Regions from separate parts of the Xenopus tropicalis genome. Here region 1 is linked to region 2. A link is a contact called in public Hi-C data. All regions are on one chromosome and are shown on one strand. Each heading gives the region's core, a stretch centred on a gene start, on an enhancer-like site or on the middle of the called end of the contact. The rest is flanking DNA. Distances are from core to core; before and after follow the strand shown.

Region 1 (4,928 bases), core at 1,707-4,206, 83 kb after region 2:
CTAGACCCGCCACAAATTTTTTGACTTAACCCCCATTGTGTCATGAAGCAGTGGAACCAGATATGGCTCTGGGATGGGTTCCTGAGTACTGAAATTTACTTGGCAGGATGATACTATCAAGTGTATCAAATGCCTTTGCAAATCCAAGAAAAAATGTTTCTGTAATATGTGCATCTCCCATAGCACACTGTATATTGTTACACTGCTGGAGCTGTACAGTATACTGGCCACTAGCCAGACTGGGATGACTTTTTATTTGATGTAACTTATAGCCTGGAGTTGAAGACATGCAGATTGAAGAGGAAAAATAGGTATGAGGTGAAAGATGATAATTTGTACTTTCTAGAGTCAGGGAATATATACCCCTTATATAAAAAAGGCACATAAACGCTATCTAAACTTCCACAAATGAATTAACATAAATGGATTTTAAACAGACATACAGAGTCAACAGATTGAAAAAAAATCACAGTAGTCTTTCTGTGTGTTGTATGCTGACTGGGACCAGTTTCCAGCCCCCTTTGGGCTTATAGCCATATGTCACTTTGTCACACAGTCTATAAATGTATATAATCCATTTTCTTCTATACCCTTATATAACACCAATATTATTTACTACTTAATACTTGTTTGTCTGTGTATGTATATTTTTGTTTATATAAAGGCACTTGTGCATTAAGTGCAATACATTAATAGAACAAACAAAGAGGTTAATAGGAAGGCTGCAACATCTCCTTAATCACTTACATAGTAAGTTGGGTTGAAAAAAGACATACGTCCATCACGTTCAACCATAATGCCTATATATAACCTGCCTGACTACTAGTTTATCCAGAAAAAGGCAAAAACCCCATCTGAAGCCTCTATAATTTGCCGCAGAGGGGAAAAAATTCCTTCCTGACTCCAAGATGGCAATCGGACCAGTCCCTGGATCAACTTGTACTAAGAGCTATCTCCCATAACCCTGTATTCCCTCACTTGCTAAGAATCCATCCAGCCCCTTCTTAAAGTTATATAATGTATCAGCCAGCACAACTGATTCGGGGAGGGAATTCCACAACTTCACAGCTCTCATAGTAAAAAACCCTTTCCGAATATTTAAACGGAACCTCCCTTCTTCTAAACGAAGTGGGTGCCCTCGTGTCCGTTGGAAGGACCTACTGGTAAATAGAACATTAGAAAGGTTATTATATGATCCCCTTATATATTTATACATAGTTATCATGTCACCTCTTAAGCGCCTCTTCTCCAGTTTAAACAAACCCAACTTGGCCAGTCTTTCTTCATAACTGAAACTTTCCATACCCTTTACCAGCTTAGTTGCCCTTCTCTGGACCCTCTCTAATTCAATCATGTCCCGTTTGAGCACTGGAGACAAAAACTGAACAGCATATTCTGGATGGGGCCTTACCAGAGCTCTGTAAAGGGGAAGAATAACCCCCTCCTCCCGTGAATCTATACCCCTTTTAATACAGCTCAAAACCTTGTTTGCGCTTGCAGCTGCTGCCTGGCATTGCTTGCTACAGCCAAGTTTATTATCTACAAGGACTCCAAGGTCCTTCTCCATTATGAATTTGCCTAGTGCAGACCCATTAAGGGTATAAGTGGCTTGCATATTTTTACATCCTAGGTGCATGACCTTACATTTATCCACATTAAATCTCATCTGCCACTTAGCCACCCAGATTGCCAGTTGGTCAAGATCCTGCTGCAAGGATGTCACATCCTGGATAGAATTGACTGGTCTGCAGTTTTGTGTCATCTGCAAACACTGATACATTACTTATAATACCCTCCCCCAAGTCATTTATGAACAAATTAAACAAAAGTGGACCCAGTACAGAACCCTGAGGGACCCCACTGAGAACCTTTTTCCAAGTAGAGACTGTACCATTAACAACCACCCTCTGTACCCGATCCTGTAGCCAGTTTTCTATCCATGTGCAAACGACTTCACTAAGACCTTAGTTTAGAAAGCAATCGTTTGTGGGTAACGGTATCAAATGCTTTGGCAAAATCCAAATAGATTATATCTACTTCATCCCCACTGTCCAGCTTCTTACTCACCTCATCATAAAAAGCAATTAAATTGGTCTGAGATTAGAGATTAGATTTACTTCTCCTGAGACCAACTTGCCCCCCTTCCTCAGGAATTTGCTTTGACTTCTGGCTTTTGGGCATGCTTAGTTGTTCTAAGCTCAGATTACTAAACACACCCTCCAGTCCAGCAGCCAGTGAAGAGATGGCATTGTTGGTTCCCATAGAAACTCATCTCTAGCTGTCTGCTTCAATTTTTTTCTCCTAACCTCCTCTCCTGAGCTCAGCTCAACAAAGCAGAACTTTTATCAAAGACAGTTGTGCCTGTGTGAGCCTGAATTCTTGATGAAATGTATGCTGAATAAGGGTCTGTGTGTGTGTATGCTGTTTGCAGATTTAAATGTATCTATTATTATGTATCAGAGGAAAAATGGCCAACAGCTGCTATTTGCTTTAGGAAAATGTAATGGTGCTGGCAAGCGGAGTGTATATATGCAGTACACATGATGCCATTTGGGTGGGGGAGACATGCCCAACTGATATACATTGTAGGCAAATATAGGCTTTACATGTCCTTTAAAGTCTAAAATCCTCTGATTTTAATCTTTTCAGTGATATAAAATAAACATCTCTTTACTTAATTACACATTACTACTCTTAATTACAAAAGTATATCAAAAAATGAAAAGTTCTGAGACATGACCTTTTCTGCTTTTTCAAATGAATATTATTTTTTCTAAAGCTTTTTGGTAATTATATTTTAAAATGTTCCTCAGTGCTTCCTGCTAAACTACACACAAGCAGCAAATTAAGATTCAGTCATGCACAGCAAATAATCTGATGTTTGCCTAGAAACAAGCTTTGTGTGCTTAGTCTGCTATAGTCTGCTCAGTAGAAATGCATACAAACTGTGCCACACACTGGGGCTTTGCAGAACTGCAGCTATTTGTTTTCTAATTAAATCTTCACATTCCTATGGGCTGAAGTCACTAAGCAATTGTGGAGAATGCTTTATTATTATAGAAGTGCCCTTCTCAAATGCACAACTTGCTCAAACCAGTACCGTGCTTTAAAAAATCTTGGTAGATATCTTTTAAGATTAAGTTGAGAACTGCCTTGTCTTGTGATTTCTAATAACAAGAAATAATGTAGGCACCTCAGTTTGTTAATACATTATTTAATACATTATTTAGCCTTCCTTTAAATATATCCGTGAATGTTTTTCATTGTAAGGCATCAGTTAAAGAACAAAAGGCCTCTTTATAAACTGCAAAAGAATGAATGTTTCTTATTTTAATGTATTTCACTGGTTTTTGTGTAGGTAGGAGTGGTGTGTTTGTAAAGAATCAAAATGTTTCCTTTAGTATTAAAATAGCTGTTGATGCTGGAAAGAAAACAGTAGAACGTTTTTGTACCTGCATAGCATTTCAATTAGTAAGTATAATGCAATGGGGTTTTTTTTTTTCTTTCTTTTTGCCAAAAACGAGTTTTTCAGCCTCCCATGGGAAACAGTGGTTTCTGCCAGATCTGAAATGGGAAAAGAGATGTTGAAATTTTCAGTAAAAGATTGAGACATTTTTGTCACTTTTTTTGTATAACCAGGCTCATTGCTTTGCTGATTAGTAAAAACAGTGCTTAAAAATTTTGTTCTCCTATTATGAAGACCCCCATCTGAAGCCTCTCTAATATGCCTCAGAGGGGAAAAAATTCCTGCTTGGATACAAGTGGGCTATTAGACCAGTCACTGTGAAAACTCTACTGAGAGTTTCTGTAATACAGGTATCTGACCCCTTATCCGGAAACCCATTATCCAGAGAGTTCTGAATTACGGAAAGGCCATCTCCCATAGACTCCATTTTAATGAAATAATACACATTTTTAAAAATGGTTTCCTTTTTCTCTGTAGTAATAAAACAGTACCTTGTAATTGATCCCAACTAAGATATAATAAATCCTTATTGGAACCAAAACAATCCTATTGGATTTAACTACTGTTTAAATAATTTTTTTAGTTGACAAGGTAGGAGATCCAAATTATGGAAAGACCCCTTAATCGGAATACCCCAGGTCCCGAGCATTCTGGATAACGGGTCCCATACCTGTAGTGTATTTTCCCCTTGCTTAAAATCCTTGGCGCTGTCTAATGTATCAGCCAGTACAGCTGCATCAGGGAGAGAATTCCACAACTTCACAGCTCTCACAACTGAATGGATGCCCTCGTTTCTGCTGGACAGACCTATTGGTTAATAAACCATCAGTTTATTATATGGTCCCCTTGTATATTTATACATAGCGATCTTATGGCCCCATAATCACCTCTTCTTGGCCACCTTTTTATTCAACCTTGTTTGGCGACCATGAGCGGATCTTTCAGTGTATGGCCAAAAAAACACAGACTAGTCCATCTATAAAGCCATAAATACTAGATATGCAGTGATTAAAGGAGAAGAAAAGTCATTTTGTCATTTTACTACCGATAGATTTGCCACATTAGTGCCACCTAGAACACTATATTGATTCTGCAGAAACCATTACTATACCAGAGTAAACAGCTTTAGAAGCTTTATCCATTTGCTCAAGACAGCAGCTGCCATTTTAAGTAGCTTCCTTCCTGCAGCTCTAGCTATAGCTCAGATCACACATTCCTAAGGGAGGGGGGAGGGAGTTCTAGTGGTTGGGGGAGCAGGAGAGAGGAGAGAACTGGGCAGACTCTGGCCACAGGAATTAAGGATGTTTCTGAGAGAGGAAGTCAAACACTGTAACATCATATTTACATACAAGAAATCCTGTGTTTCTTTTGATAGAGGACTCAGTGCATCATTACTGTGCTTATGACTGTATTTACATAGACCTTTCTTATAAAGCTTACCTTCTTCTTTCTACTTTAAACT
Region 2 (4,642 bases), core at 94-2,593:
TTTGTTTTTATTGATATTTTACATGTTTCATTGTTACATTTGTTTTCAAGTTTTACATGTTTTCCCTCATATTTTAAACAAAGTACAAATGTGTACAGAAAACTCTCAGTGTAGCAATCAACTGAATTGAAACATGAACATTAATACAATGGTAATTTGAAATCTTGTGTAAAAATAAATTTAGATTTTCTGTAAACAGCATGGCGTATATTTTTTATTTTGCAAATCAGAGCCAGACCGTTTAGAGTCACACTTCCATGCGATCATTTTTTTTTTTTTTTTTACACAGATTGCACCACGTTTTACAGTTTTTTTTGTATTGTGTGGCATTAATTTGCTAGAGGGGGAGGTCTAGAGTGAAAGTTGTGAAAAGACCAGATAAATCAACATATTTATTTTCCCGCCTGTTCTGTGCTCCCATTGTGCAGTTACAAATGGTGGATTGTAAAGAAAAGGGCGCCCTGGGGCAGATGTTTAGGAAAGAAAAGGAAGGAAATACTCATTGACTGTAGTCAGTTCTTTGTGGATTGCGCATGTGTAATGGCAAACGAGCAGTTATGCCGAGGCAAATCAAAGTATTGATTTACATTTTCAGATGTTTAGGAGAATAAGCGTCCTACTGGTTTATATATGTATATGAACGCCCAATATACCGAGCCCAGGCTGATGTTAAGCTTCCACCTCCAACACTTAGAAATGGCGAGACTAGTACTGTATTAATGGCAGGGGGCTCTTCATTATAGGGGTCACTAATGTTACATTCTTAATACGCATGGGAGCGAAGTGGGTAAGCATCCCTAACAGTAATCCCATCAACGTTCGCTCATTTTGTGGCTTATGGAACATTCCCCGCAATACACAGTAGGCAATAAAGGAAATGGCGACGTTACGCGTGCAACAAAAAAGGAATTCTAACAGACACGATTAAACAGCCGCCCCTTTTGTCTGGAGTCCCCACTCTGAATGAGGTAATTCCGCTAGCTCACATTATTGATACGAACAGTGGCCATTTTACCACGTCCCCCGATCCCTACCGCCATCACGCGCAGAAAAGGAGGGCTACATAAATAAACAAGCAACACTGCAGTCCTTTATTGGGGAGGTTTATTTACACTCTATTATCACCACCTCTTCCACAGATTTGGGAAGACGGGGGAGTCTAGCCAAACACACGACGACCAGAAGGCGGGAGAGGACAAGTAAGGGTGGTAGTAGTGGGGAGAATCATGGTATCCACCCCCAACCCCCCTTCGCCAATGACCGAAGGCGGAGCTGCTGCGCCACCCCGCTCCCCCACCAGTCCCCCTCCTCCTCCTCCCCAATGGTCTCTCCCAGAGGTTACCGGAAGTTGTTAGGCGCTGCCATATTCTCAGCTGCTTTGTTGTAGGTTTCATGTAGGGATCCTTCGGCGACTTTTTTTTTCTTTTTTTTTCCTTCTTCCTTTTTTCCTCCTCCAAGCGCTGTGCTCCCTCCTCCCTTCCCTCTCTTTTTTTTCTCTCCCCTTCCTTCCCCGGGAACGCCATGGAGGCCAACTGGACCGCTTTCTTGTTTCAGGTAAGAATGAAAAAGAGACTTATTATCCGTCTGTAGCCATTTCCCCGTTTGCACATCTCTGTATTCGGTAGAAATCTGACAAAGGGCGGCGGAATCACCCCACCTCTTCCCCCCTCCTCGCCTTCCTCCCTCTGGCTCCCCCCTTCCCCGCCGCCGAGGCAGCAGCAGCCTCTCCTCCACTCCCCTCCCCGGGAAGCGGGGACACCCGGGAGCAAACAGCCCCCCCACATCCACCACCTCCTCCTCCTTCTCTCCTCACCCTCCCTCCTTCCCCGGGCAGAGAGGGGAGACAGGAGCCGGCTGCACCGGGCGGAGGCAGACACAGGAGGGGAGAGACAGCGCAGAAGAGACACTATTTTTGTCCTTGTAGAGCAGAGAGAGAGAGAGGGCGGAATGGGCTGGCTGGCTGGAGGGAAAGCTGTGGGGAATGAACTGGAATGTTAGCTTGTTAGATTGGAAATTTCATTCCACAAAACCTTGATTGCGATTTACTTTAAGTCAAACAGCAGATTGTGTGTTCCACCAAAACCTTTCTCCTCTCACGATCGTGTTCTGTAACAGGAGCTGCTAGGAGCGCATTGTAGCACGGCAAGGCCCCAGCATTGATCCCTTTGTTTGTAGTGCCGCATTTTAATCCTGTTTGCCCATAGCCGCTACACTGTGCGCCTGCGATAGACTCGCTCTTCGTGCAGATAACGGACTGCCGAGCTTTGATTCTGTTATATGGTACAGATACACATTTATTATACCCTGCGCTGGTAGTGCAATGGCGTTGTTCTGTAGAATGGCTTAGATCGTATGGGGGGGGGGGTCAGTGTGTCAAGTCTGGCTGCGGTTTCACTTCTCGACGCATTGCAAGGGTATATAGATATTTTGACGTTGAGGTATAAGAAGGCAATATCTGTGCCCCACCAACAGGTGAAATCTAGCCCCGGGTGGGAACATACAATTGCTTACATGGCCGCAGTGCTGCATTGCCTTGGGGGAGTAGTGCTGTGTCACTGCAGGCTGTGCGGCCGAGACTTGGGGTAATACCGGCTTATTATGGCCACTGACTGCACCTCCCGTACTTTTACAGATTATGGCGAGTTGCTGCAATTTGATCTGTTGTTTATTTACCCACTAGACTTTTTTTGATCAGTTTCCAGATCTAGCTGTTAGTTTTAGTAGTTCAAATTGCCTTAGTTGGCCCTTTCATGTTTTCTAAAATGAGAGATAATTTGCAGGTGATTGTACAAGAGTTGAGCTGTAAATCAGGTACATAAGGAAAGTTCACTTAGGGCTGTTTTGTTAGTTATGCAGGGTCAGAGACCAACTGAAAGTGACCTTTTGTATACAGTCATGCAATCTCTGGCAACAGAGAGACCCACTGAGGTTTAGATCACATTTTAAGATTACTTTTTTTTATTTTATTTTTTTCTGTTCTTTAAGTCTGGGAGCAACTGTCCCATTATGTCATAAAATGAGTTAGGTCTTTACATATAGTACCATATTAAGGTGCAAGAGAGCAATTGCATGCAATAACTTTGTTCTGACAAGTTGAATAAATTTCATACACATTCGTGTTTTTGTTAACCTAAAGCGTTTTTCCTTTGAAATTATATTAAAATGTAACGTGTAACTACGTTTAAAAAGGGCGTTCAATGGTTCTATTAACAGATTTCTTGTGTAGGCCGATATGATTTCTGAAGAAGCATTTGCATTCATTCCACCTTTAATATGATACCAAAATTACAACATGCCTTGAATTTGTTGCAATAGGACAAGTGGATATGTACACAATTGATCTCTCAGAAATTGCATCCAGGCTATAGGAGCAGTTGTTTTAACTGTATATCTTCACATATGTCAGAAATTTAAAGCAATGTCTTGGCACAATAGATTCATCTAGATTTTGTAACATGTCCGCATCTGCTGTAATGTGTGATCACTTACACACAGGTATTTTAATATGTGTCCTGTGCAGTCGCCTTTTATGTGTGCCACTGCACAGGAATACATGTTTGTCTGAAGCCATTATTTTGCTTGTTCTCACGGGACCGCAATGAAACCTGCATTTGGCAGGTCAGTCCTGTGAATACCAACAGCACTGAAAAGAATGGCATCTGTTAACACATACAATCCTGTCTGGTAGAACACATTTAAATGCTGTGTGCAGTAGCCCTAAAGTTACCTCTTTAGCATTCTTTAAGCTGCCCACACTTGCATGTCTTTGAGTTAAGTAAAGTACAGCTACTACTGGTCTTAAATTCATTTTCTTTATTATCCTTTATAAAGCAGTGACTTATTTATGCAGAGATCATTGATTATTCATATAAGTCCTTATGCTAGTTGAGCTTACACTTTATGGTTCCTATGACAATTACACAGCAATCTAGGTTCAAATTAATCATGGACCAATTAACCCGTCTAATTTTGGTGTATGGTTGAAAACTCCAGATAGTATCCAGGATGTAAAAAAACTCAGAACCACCATTGCACCCTCTCCCAGTGGAGCCTATTATCTAAATGACAGTCAACTAATTGTAGCAATTACTAATATAATATGTAATTTGTATCTTTTTTTTCAGAATATCAAAAATGCTAGTCAACAGGAGCTTCCCAAATGTAAGAGCTCCAAAGTGCCTGGAGGGAATAGAACTAAAAGACATGCAACTTCTAGAAGAAAGATAAATTCCTTTTGATATAAGACTTGCTGTAATCAAAATCAAACGACACAGTTACTTAAAGGGAAAATATACCCCTTATTTTGGCACAAGCTCATTCAGGTTGGCCGAATTGCCAGAAGGAATATAAATGCATTATTTCTACACAGCCATACCTGATTCCACAGATTTTATGAAAGTAACCCTTGATATTGTCTGTTTGCCTATTCCCCCCCCCCCCCCCCAGTGTCTCACAATATTGTAACCCCTCCCTCGCCTTGTTTCATTGTAAAACGGTAGATCCTGGGAGTCCCTTTGTTTCGCAAAGAATTTGTACACCACCCACTAAGCAGAGGGACTTCAAGTCCCAGAATTTAGAACTTTACAATGGAACAAAAACAATGAGGCAGGGGGTACTATTGCACTTTCAGCATAGGGGATCA

Evidence for each region. A called contact is a pair of places that touch in the nucleus more often than the background predicts.
Region 1: a Hi-C map of liver shows a contact between it and region 2, with 6 times the contacts expected there. The contact joins the enhancer-like site here to the promoter of vezf1 in region 2. A contact is called at or near these places in 2 of 5 Hi-C or Micro-C datasets (brain and liver).

Annotation. Positions count from the first base shown.
Region 1 is chr2:76,216,570-76,221,497 of UCB_Xtro_10.0, forward strand. All of the region lies in intron 3 of cuedc1 (CUE domain containing 1), which reads left to right. Among named protein-coding and RNA genes, the nearest start is that of cuedc1, 46 kb to the left of the region's middle. Within about 2 kb of position 2,957, at least 4 of the 11 cell types and tissues checked have an H3K27ac peak or open chromatin away from gene starts, as enhancers often do. A contact at or near this core is called in liver, where this site is marked.
Region 2 is chr2:76,135,343-76,139,984 of UCB_Xtro_10.0, forward strand. It overlaps vezf1 (vascular endothelial zinc finger 1), which reads left to right and starts at 1,344. Exons shown (of 7, transcript NM_001006864.1): 1 at 1,344-1,554. The coding sequence starts at 1,522.